Regions from separate parts of the Mus musculus genome. Here regions 1 and 3 are each linked to region 2. The links are chromatin contacts, called in public Hi-C maps. All regions are on one chromosome and are shown on one strand. Each heading gives the region's core, a stretch centred on a gene start, on an enhancer-like site or on the middle of the called end of the contact. The rest is flanking DNA. Distances are from core to core; before and after follow the strand shown. Region 1 has its middle 7.1 kb from the start of Gm36894. Region 2 has its middle 6.7 kb from the start of Gm40584. Region 3 overlaps Gm36894 (a long non-coding RNA gene).

Evidence for each region. A called contact is a pair of places that touch in the nucleus more often than the background predicts.
Region 1: a contact with region 2 is called in a Hi-C map of the N1E-115 cell line, with 2.4 times the contacts expected there. The contact joins two enhancer-like sites. A contact is called at or near these places in 2 of 484 Hi-C or Micro-C datasets (the N1E-115 cell line and nephron progenitors), 3 of 115 datasets of contacts at active chromatin or transcription factors (astrocytes, embryonic basal ganglia and embryonic stem cells) and 1 of 9 other capture datasets (embryonic stem cells).
Region 3: a Hi-C map of the N1E-115 cell line shows a contact between it and region 2, with 5 times the contacts expected there. The contact joins two enhancer-like sites. A contact is called at or near these places in 2 of 484 Hi-C or Micro-C datasets (the N1E-115 cell line and cerebral cortex), 1 of 115 datasets of contacts at active chromatin or transcription factors (embryonic stem cells) and 1 of 9 other capture datasets (embryonic stem cells).

What each region holds. Positions count from the first base shown.
Region 1 is chr12:112,209,611-112,213,311 of GRCm38.p6, forward strand. No RefSeq gene overlaps it. Among named protein-coding and RNA genes, the nearest start is that of Gm36894, 7.1 kb to the right of the region's middle. Within about 2 kb of position 1,326, at least 17 of the 459 cell types and tissues checked have an H3K27ac peak or open chromatin away from gene starts, as enhancers often do. A contact at or near this core is called in the N1E-115 cell line and embryonic basal ganglia, where this site is marked.
Region 2 is chr12:112,540,464-112,544,199 of GRCm38.p6, forward strand. No RefSeq gene overlaps it. Among named protein-coding and RNA genes, the nearest start is that of Gm40584, 6.7 kb to the left of the region's middle. Within about 2 kb of position 1,663, at least 48 of the 459 cell types and tissues checked have an H3K27ac peak or open chromatin away from gene starts, as enhancers often do. A contact at or near this core is called in the N1E-115 cell line and embryonic basal ganglia, where this site is marked.
Region 3 is chr12:112,274,600-112,278,200 of GRCm38.p6, forward strand. All of the region lies in intron 2 of Gm36894 (a long non-coding RNA gene), which reads left to right. Among named protein-coding and RNA genes, the nearest start is that of Gm36894, 58 kb to the left of the region's middle. Within about 2 kb of position 2,317, at least 28 of the 459 cell types and tissues checked have an H3K27ac peak or open chromatin away from gene starts, as enhancers often do. A contact at or near this core is called in the N1E-115 cell line, where this site is marked.

The DNA.
Region 1 (3,701 bases), core at 76-2,575, 330 kb before region 2:
CCTGTCCCATGCAGACCTTCCAATTAGAGTCCGTTAGTGAGGCCCGGCCCAGCTCAGGCACCTGGGCACCCCTGAGGGGCAGGGATATGGATTAGGTCACAGTCAGCCACATCTTTGTTGGGGGATCAGCCGGTGGGTGCTTTGGGTCCCCAGGGCCTCCAATTACAGCCCCTTATAAAGAGGCGGCAGGGCTGGGTAGGGGCTTGGATGAGCCCCCTAAGCTCTCTGCTTGTACCCCAGCCTGCATCTGAGTCCCGCTTTTGATGGTCTCAGTCTTGCCACAGTGCAGAGGAGAATGTGGCAGGCTTAGAGTGACTCCAGATGCCTGGCTCGAGTGGCTTATGGTCCCTGTGCTGGGAAGGTCTGGAAAGTCACAGACATCACTCAGACTGGCACATCTGAAGACCTGACCTTGCCCCTCAACACAGTGGCCACCCTCTGGATATGCTGAGCTGGCCTTACAGGATGGAGTTTGGGAATGTGTGTGGCCCACTGGGCAGCTGCTGCACGTGTTGACTCCGAAGACAAGCTGGGCCACCTGGCTCACTCCCATGTTCATCCCTCATTCTGCTTAGACAGGTATCTAGAAAGGGCATGCAGGTGAGAGGAACCCAGGCTCAGTGCAGAGAGAGGGTCCCTTTCTGGTCACAGGGCCATGCCGTGCCACCTAAGCCATGGTGATACCCGTCTGATAGTGTCTGAGAGCAGTTTCGTCTGTTTCTCAGCTTGTACCATCATCTCTTGTCCTGTTGGGCAAGCTCTTCTTGGCAGGTCTGCCCTGGGAAATGGGGGAGAAGGGTCCAGGACTGTTGGACATCCCAGGAGGGGGCAAAGGAGGGGATGTATGATGTGAAGTAACAGCAATTTCTCCCCGGGTATATCATGAAGCAATCGTCACTGGTTCTCCTCTGAACATGTCTCTTCTGCTTTCCCTTCCTGCACCCCGGCTTTCTCTTTAGCTGTTAAATGAACAGGATTTCTCAGGAGCTGGGGGTAGCAGGAGGGCTGGGAAGAGGTGGGCCCTCGTCTGAAGGCTCCTGACTGGGAGGCATCCCAGTTCTCCCAAGGCCAATACATAAGCCCATCCAGCTAGCACACAGCTGCCCCGAGCAGCGCGCCACACACATGGCCTCACACTGCAGTACAGCAGGTGGGAGTTTTACGGGGTCTGATTCTGCATTCTCTCGTTGAGCTAGCGGGGGGGGGGGGGGGGCGGAAGGGGAATGGGAAGCTGTCGGCTGGGCTCCTAGCCAAGGCACACAGTTCCCGCCACCACATAGCTCCTTGCTCATGGGCTCCTGCTGAATGCCAAGCAGCCTGGTGGTCTGGCCCAACCATTAAGGGCCTGATTTGCATTGAGTACGGCCCGGCACTGGTTTGTCCACACCTCCTGGGGTCTCACCAGGAGACGGGTTGTAGTGCTTTTGGGTGCCTCTAAGACTGTTGGGGGGTTTTTATCAGGGCCAGGTTTACTGTCTGGTTTTGTGTGTCAACTTCACACAAGCTGGAGTTATCACAGAGAAAGGAGCCTCCCTTGAGGAAATGCCTCCATGAGATCCAGCTGTAAGGCATTTTCTCAGTTAGTGATCAAGGCTGGGAGGCTCCATTGTGGGTGGTGCCATCCCTGGGCTGGTAGTCCTGGGTTCTATAAGAAAGCAGGCTGAGCAAGCCAGGGGAAACACTCAAATAAGCAGCATTCCTCCATGGCCTCTGTATCAGCTCCTGCCTCCAAGTTCCTGCCCTGTGTAAGTTTCTGTCCTGACTTCCTTTGGTGATGAACAGCGATGTGGAAGTGTAAGCTGAATAAACCCTTTCCTCCCCAACTTGCTTCTTGGTCATGTTTTATGCAGAGATAGAAACCCTAAGACACCAGGGATGTGTGTAAGCGTCTGCATGTAGGCCAAATGAAGACATGCCAGCAGATGGCAGCCAGAAGATGAGGCAGATCACCTCTCAGCATGGGACTCCCCAAGTGGTGTCCACCCAAGATAAAAGATGGGCAAGATGAGCTTTTTCCCAGCAGAGGTGCTGGCTGGACAGGAAAACCAGGGATGCCTAAGCTTCAGGGCCTCATGGAGTTTGGGTAGCTGTAGAAGACCCTGGTACACACTCTGCTAGTAAGGGAGAGGGGTCAGAAAAAGTCCTAAAATGAGGAAGGAGAGCAGCTACAGGAACCAGAAAGGCCCAGAGAAGCAGGGCCAGACAGACATCCTGTTTACCAGGAAGATTCATCTTTGGCTTCTCTGTCACCTGGACTTCAGGGAGGTTCAGCCACGGGGAAGAACCCTATTGTAGTCAGAGGCGAGAGTCAAAGTCTGGTGTGGTCCTCAGGGCCCATCTTCCCCCCACTCCTTGGAGGCATTGGCTCCAGTTCCTGCCACACTCTGTTGCGCCTATGGTTCCTATGTGCAAGAGTCACACCCATCCCCTGAGCACACCTGGTCTTTCAGCCAGCCATACATCTGTCATCGCAAAACCGGTTGCAAACATGCAGTTGCTTTGGGGAGTCCTCTGGCTTTCCTTGGAGCTTAGCGGTGGGTGCACACTATTAACATAACCCCCTGCTGGTGGAGTGTGGATGCTTTCCCAGGTCTTATTTCCCACTCTATGGGGCCATAGGAACCAGGACCTAGGATCTAGGGACAGGTGGGATGAAGGATGCAGAGCACCTTGAGAGTCCCTCTTATGAAGGTAAGGGCGGTGACAGCGTCATGCAGGAAAGGTTTCCCCATCACTGGTGGCTAGTCTCTTTCTCATATCCGTTTTCCCTTCCTCTCAGCGTTCACCCACTATCCTGCTACCCTGGAATATGGCTTCAGTACTTCTCCCGAGGCCTCGCACATTGATATCTAATCCCCATCACGGGGTATTAAGGGAGCAGAAACTTAATCTAACTGTCTTGTTTACAGGGTGCCTTGGGAGGTGGGAGACTTAGATACGGTCTTCAGGGCTGAATCCCTGTGATCCTATTCTGGTACCTTTACAAGAAGAGGAGAAAGAGCAGGAGACACACACGCCAAATGATGCCTTGGGATACGACATGTAAAAATGCCGTTGCCAGATGTGGCCCTAAACCTATTTCTAGCAAAACGTATCCATCTTATCAGCCTGTATTGACAACAAGAACGAGCCAACACTCTTGCTCCCTTCCCTCCCTCACCCCCTTCGCCCTCCTCCTTTCCCTCTCTCCTTCCTCTCTCCCTCTCTCTTCCCTCCTCCCTTCCACCTATCACCTTTTTAAAAATCACCTGGATTTGACCAAATCTTCTGTGGTTTTACAACCAAGTCATTAAAGCCTGGAGTTCTAGGCCATTAGAGAGGGAGACCAGGGGCCAGAAGGATCCAGAGAAGGCCCTGGCACAGGATGGAGGTGGCAGGTGTGTGTGTGTGTGTGTGTGTGTGCATATGTGTGTAGTAATGTGTATGTACATGTATGTGTGTAGTAATGGGTACATGTCTGCATGTGTGTGTTTATGTGTATATAGTAATGAATATGTGTGTGTGCATGTGTGTGTAATAATGGATAGGTGTGTGTGTGTGTGTGTGTATGTAGTAACAGGTATGTGTGTGCATGTGTATGTGTATTAATGGGTATGTGTGTGCATGTGTGTGTGTGTGTGTGTGTTTGTGTGTAGTAATGGATGTGTGTGTTTGTAGTAATGGGTACCTGACCAAAACCAGGATAATGGACAGTGATCTGG
Region 2 (3,736 bases), core at 413-2,912:
CGCCGGAGTTGTCTATAAGCCTTCTGGAAGATTCCAGTCAGATCAGGAAATTTCAGTGCCTTCAGACTGATGCCAGCAGCTCTGCACGGAGCCTGAGAGACGGGATTCATCTATTTGTGAACGCTGCAATCTGCGTGTTCTCCTGTGGCACTAGGTCTGAGTCTACTGAAAAAGCAAGGGCCCTGGGAGCACCAGTTGGAACCCACTTCCGAGGATCGCGGTTCTGCATGTTCAGACACCGTTGCCCCACTTTAACCTGTTTTTATTTTCCTCTTTATGTATGTGTAGCGTGAGCTATGATAAAAACCTATGATTAAATAAGTCCAAAGCAGTTCTTTGCTGAATATAAAGTGGGGCTTCTGTATGATCAAGAGTCACGTCAGGGTTTTATAGGCGGTGTTTTTTCTTTCTTAGAGGTGCATAAAACAACAGGCCACCTTCCAATCAACAGCATTGAACAAAGTGGCTAAAGAGTAATAGCAATGGGCCCATCAGAGAGGAGTGAGAGATGCCCAGAGCTGGGGGGAGTGGCCACAGAGAGTATCTCAGTGGACACAGTGGACACAGTGGACACAGGAAGGGATCTGTAAACCTCAATGCCTATTCAGAACTTCTCAAACTCCCGGAAGGCTGCTGCAATGAAAGGCTTCTCTTTCCCCTGGTGGGACCCATCTTCCAAACCCTCCGGAAATGTCAGACACGAGAGACCTCCCAGCTCCAATCTCTGCATGACCAGAAGTCACACAAAGGCATCCCTTATCGCCTCACTGCCCGAAAGTCCCGAGCAACACTGCAAGTCACAGAAAAGTAACAAGAGGTTTAAGATCAGGAAAGGAAGAGATAAAGCTGCCAGGACTTGTGGATAACAAGGCACCTGGGTAGGAAATGTAACCGGATCAGCAGACTGCTGGAACGGGCTACAGCTACAAGATAAAGCCACAAAGATCAATAATATTCCTGCACACCGCAGGACCCAGCCAGCAAATAAGGCCTGTTCACGACAACAGCTGAAGCAATTAAGTAGCTGAGAATTAAGCTACCAGAGAATGGCTAGGCCCTGTGAAAGGACTCAGCTGAGCAACTAAAAGGAGAAGGTGCAGTGGTCAGACATGGGGGTGGGGGAGTGGGGGGGGGCTCTGGATAGCACCGCCAACAATTGTCCCCAAATTAGTCTCTCTGTTAATGTCATTCAAATCACAGTTCCTGAAGGCTCTTTTCGGAAACTCGACAACCCTATTCTCAGCCTGCAAGGAAGAATAAAAAGCCCTTGAATGGGGAAGCTGATTGGAAAGAAGGCAGGGGAAGGGCACGCTCTGCCAGGATGGAGACAGGCTGCATAGCCATGGCAACTAAAAATAAAATGACAGAAAGCAGGCAAGGTGCCACCAAGGAGCACACTGACTCTGAACAGGCACATGAGAGCTCATGTAGGTCAGAGGGGACCCTGCACATCAGGGGGGACACAGTCGCCGGGTAAGCAGCTTGTGATGTGGAACAAAATGAAGTTGGATCCCCATGCTATACCATGTTACAAGTTGGCTACGGCTGGATTACAGCTGAGTGAGCTTTAACAAAATGTGAGAGGGCTGGGGTGGGGAACGTGGGGCAGACATGTTCTATTCATGTGATGACAGAGATCGGGGCCTAGCGACCCCCAGTCACCACTCCGCCACAGCAATAGTCAAAGTGAGCAGAACAAAGACACTGCTGGCCCTGGGACTGGGACAGCCAGGAATACAGCCTGAAGATGCTCTGACCCCAGAGACCGGCACCCAGCCTGCTGGAGAACAAGCTGCCAGGAGTCCAGGCATTGGCACCACGTCTGATCCCTTCTCCCAGATTCCCACCATCCCCTGCCAACTAAACCTTGCTACATGTACATGATGGACAGAAGCAGGAGCTAATTGTTAGAAATACTGGTTTTGTAGCCTGAGACGAGGGCCTTCACCAGGAGGTCTTGGCAGGTACCTGAAGGTCAGCTGGAGCCATTAGGGCACTTGGGTGTGGAAAACAGACAGGTTCTGACTAAAGCAGGCGCTGGTTGGGGCCAGAGGCTGCAAAGTCGTGAGAAGGCCAGCAGACTTGTTTTAGCCCAAGCGTTCCCTGGAGACCCCCTCTTCCCCCAAGGCCACCATAACCACCAGCTTCAAACAGGTTCTTTGAGGGGGAGGAGAAGCAATCTCGTTCATATAAATGTTTAACTAGGAATTAATATTTATGAGGCTCTTGAATGACGGGCTGTGGGTTTAATAAATATTAACACAGACTGGGTTTCCCTTCCCTTCCCCCTCACTTAGTGTTGATGCCTCGGTTTGTGTACCATGCATTATTCAGCCGTCCCTGAGATGGGTCCCACTCCTTGCTCCCTGGCTCCTGAGGGGAGGCCTACAGGCTTCGGGGAGAGAAGTCACCAGACTGGGGAAGTCTTCGTGTCGCCCTGTCCCCATTCGGCTCACCCTTGCCCTTTGGCCCTTATTCTAGCATAACACAGCCATTTCCACGACCGGAGGTGTCGCAGGGTCCAGCCAGTCTCAGTCACCCATTCTCCACGCCCTCAGTCCCAGGAAGACTTCCCGGGTCTGCTGGGCCTTCTGGAGCCACAGCCTGGCTTCAGAAACGGAATCCCTGAATCACTGAAAGGGCCGAGCCAGCCATGAGCACTGGTGGAGCTCGAGCGCCCCCTTGTGGCTAGTGTGCTCCCAGGTAGAAAGATGTCGGTTAGGAGACCAGGCCCGGGTTTGCAAATCTCTGCATTAGGTTCACAAATATTCACTACCCTGGCCTGGTTTCCCTCCTGGTCTGGGTTACATGAATTGGTCAGCTGAGTTGGGAACAGAGCCCAACATTCTGCCCTCTGCAGTTCCAGTTATATCTGCCAGTTTAGATGCTGTCACATCAGTGGGGCTGTTCCATTCATGAGATGACATGTGTTGGCCTTGTCTTTCCTGTTCCTTGCGAACCAAAGATGGCCTCAGCCAACCAGATCTGATCTCCCATGAAACCCTTTGAACCACCCTTCAGTAGTGTCATTTCTGAGGTGCCCTCCTCATTCCGGATGACTGTGGTCCACCAGGCCAGGTGGTGCAGCAGGTTCAATGGACTCAGGTTGACCATAGGGACAGGCACCTCCAGCCTTAGTCTCCATGGGCCCCAGGGTCCCTCACCTCATGTAAAGCAACCCACCTCACAGGCTCTTCTGCGTCCCTGTTGGTCTCCAAAAGGGGTCAGGACTAGATCAGCTTCCTACTGAACTAGCTACCACCAGCTAACGTGACCCCTCACCCTACCCCTGTCTGCTTCCAGTGACATTCTTCACAAAAATCCCGCCAGTGGAATTCCAGGCAGTTCAAGCCCCAGGGAGCCCAGTGGAGCCCTGCATTGGCCTAGGCAGTTTCTGGAGAAGTAATAGAGCCGGCAGTGAGACTAGCCACAGAGCTGGTAGTAGTTTCTGGGAAAGAAGGGGACCTAGGCTTCAACTGTCCTGAGAACGGCTTTGTGAACCAGACATCAGATCCAGCGCACTCATTCGTTTAAAATGTCAGCCCTGAGCTGGGCGTAACTATCCCTCCGTGGGTGTGGATGGGGCTACGTGTGGGTGGGGCCAAGGGGTGGGTGGGGGCATGGATGTGGGTGGGACTATGTGGGGGGACCATGTAGTAGGTGGGGTCATGGGTGTGGGTGGGGCCATGGGTGGGTGGGGCCATGAACTTCAGTCCTCAAGGGGACAGAAAGCAAC
Region 3 (3,601 bases), core at 1,067-3,566, 270 kb before region 2:
TGGGTGGTACAGGAGTTGCTGGGGCGAGGACCTGGAAACTTGGCCGACTACTTTCCTCGCTCCTGCAGAGAACACTCCATTGTGCCTTAGTGGCACCGACTGAATGCAGGGCATAGAGGGGCTATACCCTCTTCCCACCCTGGAGGTTCTCTCTTGGAGCTGAGACAGGACAGGAAACGGTTAAAGCTGAGAAACCCTTTCAGGGCTGCGGTCAGAAAAAAAAAAAAAAACAACAAAACGATATTCTGCAGTTCGACGTCATGCTAATTCCATTTCCAGGGCATTTAATCTCATTTGCCCGATGACTAATCCCTGGCCTTGCATGAATTAACATGTGGCCCCTTCTCCAAGGGAAACGGGACCCTTTCAACGGAGACATAGCGTCATCCAGCTCTGCTGCCTGACAGGCAGGGCTCCTGGCTAGACGGTTTGGGGGCAGTCCGGGGACTGACCCCTGGGTGAGCAAGAAGGACTTGGAATGTCTTCTGCCTTTAGCACTCTCCAAAAGTGCAGGTTGTCTTTTTCCTTCACAGCCTAGGATCTGGAGACAAAGGCTCTGTCACAGGGTGCTTCAAGGCAGGAGCAGGTCACCGGTAGAGCAGGTGTCTTTGGGGCTGGCCAGACTGTTCATCTGGTCTACCCAGCAGGGGCCTCAGCAGGACATAGTGGCCAGCTGGAGAGGGCCAAAGAGAAGCTGGAGGCAGTCACATGGGTAGGGGTACTGCTCTAGCTTAGGGCTTTCTCTGTACTCCTTCCTCAGCTCCTAGACTCTGAGGACCCCTGCCACACTCTGTCCTTTTAGTGACCACTGGACAGAGAACCTACCTGCTAGGTGGGTGAGCTGGGTTGGACAGGGAGCTAAGCTGTTTCTGAGAACTAACCCTGGGGCTGTAGCTGTACCTTGCAGAATCTCAGAATCCTGTCCCCATGGGATTCCGGGCTTTGGGAACCCCAGGGGAGTAAGGAGGTCCCTGGGTACTGGAAGATATAAATGGTGCCCTGCCCTGCTCTCGAGCTTGTTTCCAGGCTCAGTGTGGCTCTTGGTCAGGTCAGATGAGAGGGTCTATGGAGACCAGAGCTGGGTCTGACTGCATCCTCCTCTGCTACCCTGTAGGGCTAGGCGAGGTGTCCTCTATGTCTCTGTCCTGCTCTCGGCCTTGACACTTAATGAGATAAGTCTTTCCTTCAGATCTAAAACTTTAGGGGCCCAGAGGCCTGGGGTGAGAGCAGGTTGTGTTTAAGCCTTGAAACTGGGGCTCTGAGGGGCACCATGGCTAGAGCTGTGGCCTCTTGTCTCCTCCCTGTTCACCTCCCTCTGGGATATCCAAGTTTTCAAGAAACTTCTGATGGCTGCTTTAATACTCCAGGCTGAGCCAAGCTGAATTTCCAGGGCTTTGGGGAGGGTCTGAATCTATGTGAGGTATGCAGATCTTTGAATATAGACTGTGGAGGGTCAGAGTGTAGACAGCCAGGGCATGGACTCCTAGGCTGCCTGGCAGGCGTGTGAGGCCATGCAGGAGTCTAAGCCCCATGTTCTTCATCCTTTAATGCCTGGATGTGCATGGGTGACCTGAGCCTGTAGCTGTTGGCACACACAGGTTCTAATGAGCAGCCTCTATGCCCCGACCCCACACACCACCTTGAGAAGGAAGTCTCTGAAGAGACCTTTTGGGCTGGCAAATCTAGACTCAGCATATCCTTTGTGCTGGACACATATCTGGGTCTGGAAACAATCCTGTTCGACTTTTGGCATTTTTCAGACAGTTCCAGAGTGTCTCCTGGGATGTCACAGACACCCATAGGTGCACTCCTCAGGGAGGTCCATTAGACCAAATATGAAGGCAGAGGATCACAGTTCCATGTGCCCCTGGCACTGGGTGAGGTGGGTAGGCGTCTCGCTCCTCCCCACCGCACAGGGATGTGGGGCTCACTAGCAGTGGGACCTCAGAAGTCATGGGTGCTAGAAGGCACCTGGCTTGCACTCTGCTGTGGCCCTCCTTGGGCAGGTGTCCAGAAGAAGGCCTGAGGATTTCATGGAGGACATTGGCATTGCCTAGCTATAGTGGTCTGCACAGCTCCAGTTAGGCCTGGACTCAAGGGAGGAGGGCAGGGCAGCCTCCTACAGGCTTTACTAGATTATCTCATTTGCAAACAATAAATGTCTACAAGCAGAGCTCCTGTCAGGCTCCCCTTCCAGGACGCAAATGTAGCTTTTGTCTGCCTCTGCCCTTTGTTAAAACAACCGCAGTGCCAGGCAGATAAACAAGACGATTAAATGTAAATGATGTCATCTTCCTCCTTCATTCGCATTAATGAGAAGCCCAGGCCCTGGCCAGGGCGCTGGCGGAAGCCACTAGCTACTGAATCCTATTAAAAAGCAACCAAGAGGCAGTGCTGACCTTTGCTTTGAGTGGCTGACCCAGCACCCAAAAGCGGGTGGGACAGCTGGGACCAACAGCTCTGGTTTTGACAAGGACTGCATTTAAATTGCGAATATTTACCATCTCCCCTTAATGAATGGCCCTTTGGTACTACAAAGAAACACAGAGATCAAGAGAGATGCAGACAGGGTCATCCTCCACCCCACCCCATGCTACTGGCTCCAGGCCGGAGGTGGCACCCAAGGCGAGGCCAGGAGGTGGAATGAGTTGAAAAGCTGCCCAGGACACAGGGCAGTGCTTGCTCCGGGGATGGTGGTCAGAGCAAGCTGCCACACAACCAAAGACTCATTGTTGGAGCCCAGAGCCCCTGGGATCGGCTGGATCCTTGAGCCCAGACCTATGGGCTGCTTGTTGAGGGCTACTGTGAGTGTGGGCATCTGCTCTGGGGAGGCCACGGTCCAGCAGCTGATGTCCTTGATTGCATCACAGGTACAGGCCATGTGTAAGCTCGTGTGGGGAGGACCCCAGGAAGTCTGTCTCACTGGAAAGATTGAACCCCAGACCTCTGTGGAGTGCTGAACTGATGGATACAGCCAGTGTGAACCCAACGGTGCCTCCTGAAACCGACCTGACCTGCTGCCCCTCCCCCAAGCCCCAACTGGAGGAAAGTAAACTCTAAACCCACGTGACCCAAGCTCTAGTTCCGGTAGCCCTGTGACCTCAGGCGCATCCCCTCACTTCTCTGAGTGTCAGCGATGGCAACACACCCCTTCCCCAGGTCAGTGAGCAGGTCACAGGAACTGAAGAGTCCGGACCGGTGTCTGGCGCGCACACAGCAGGGGCTCCCATTATTGCGTTATTGCAGACGAATGGGCAGTTTCAATAATTCTGACATCTAATGCACAGTCGGTTCAGAGCTCCCGGACTCCAGATGCTCTGTCCGGCAGAAAACAGCGTGGAGGAAGATGCTGATGTTGGGTCTCCAGAAGCATCGTGTATTCCCGCACTGCCTTCTTCTTGTCTTTCCTAACCCTGGAGGCCTCTGTCTACCTACAGTCCTTAACCCTCTGCAGGCTAAGTCTTTCACATGTGAATTGGGGCAACAAAGTAACTTAGCCCCTAAGTCCTAGAGAGCACAAACCTACAGGCTGACCAGCACGGAGGGAGGGGAGGGGAGTCATCCTGGGTATGGAGCACCGGGCACTCCCTGGGGGCTGCCA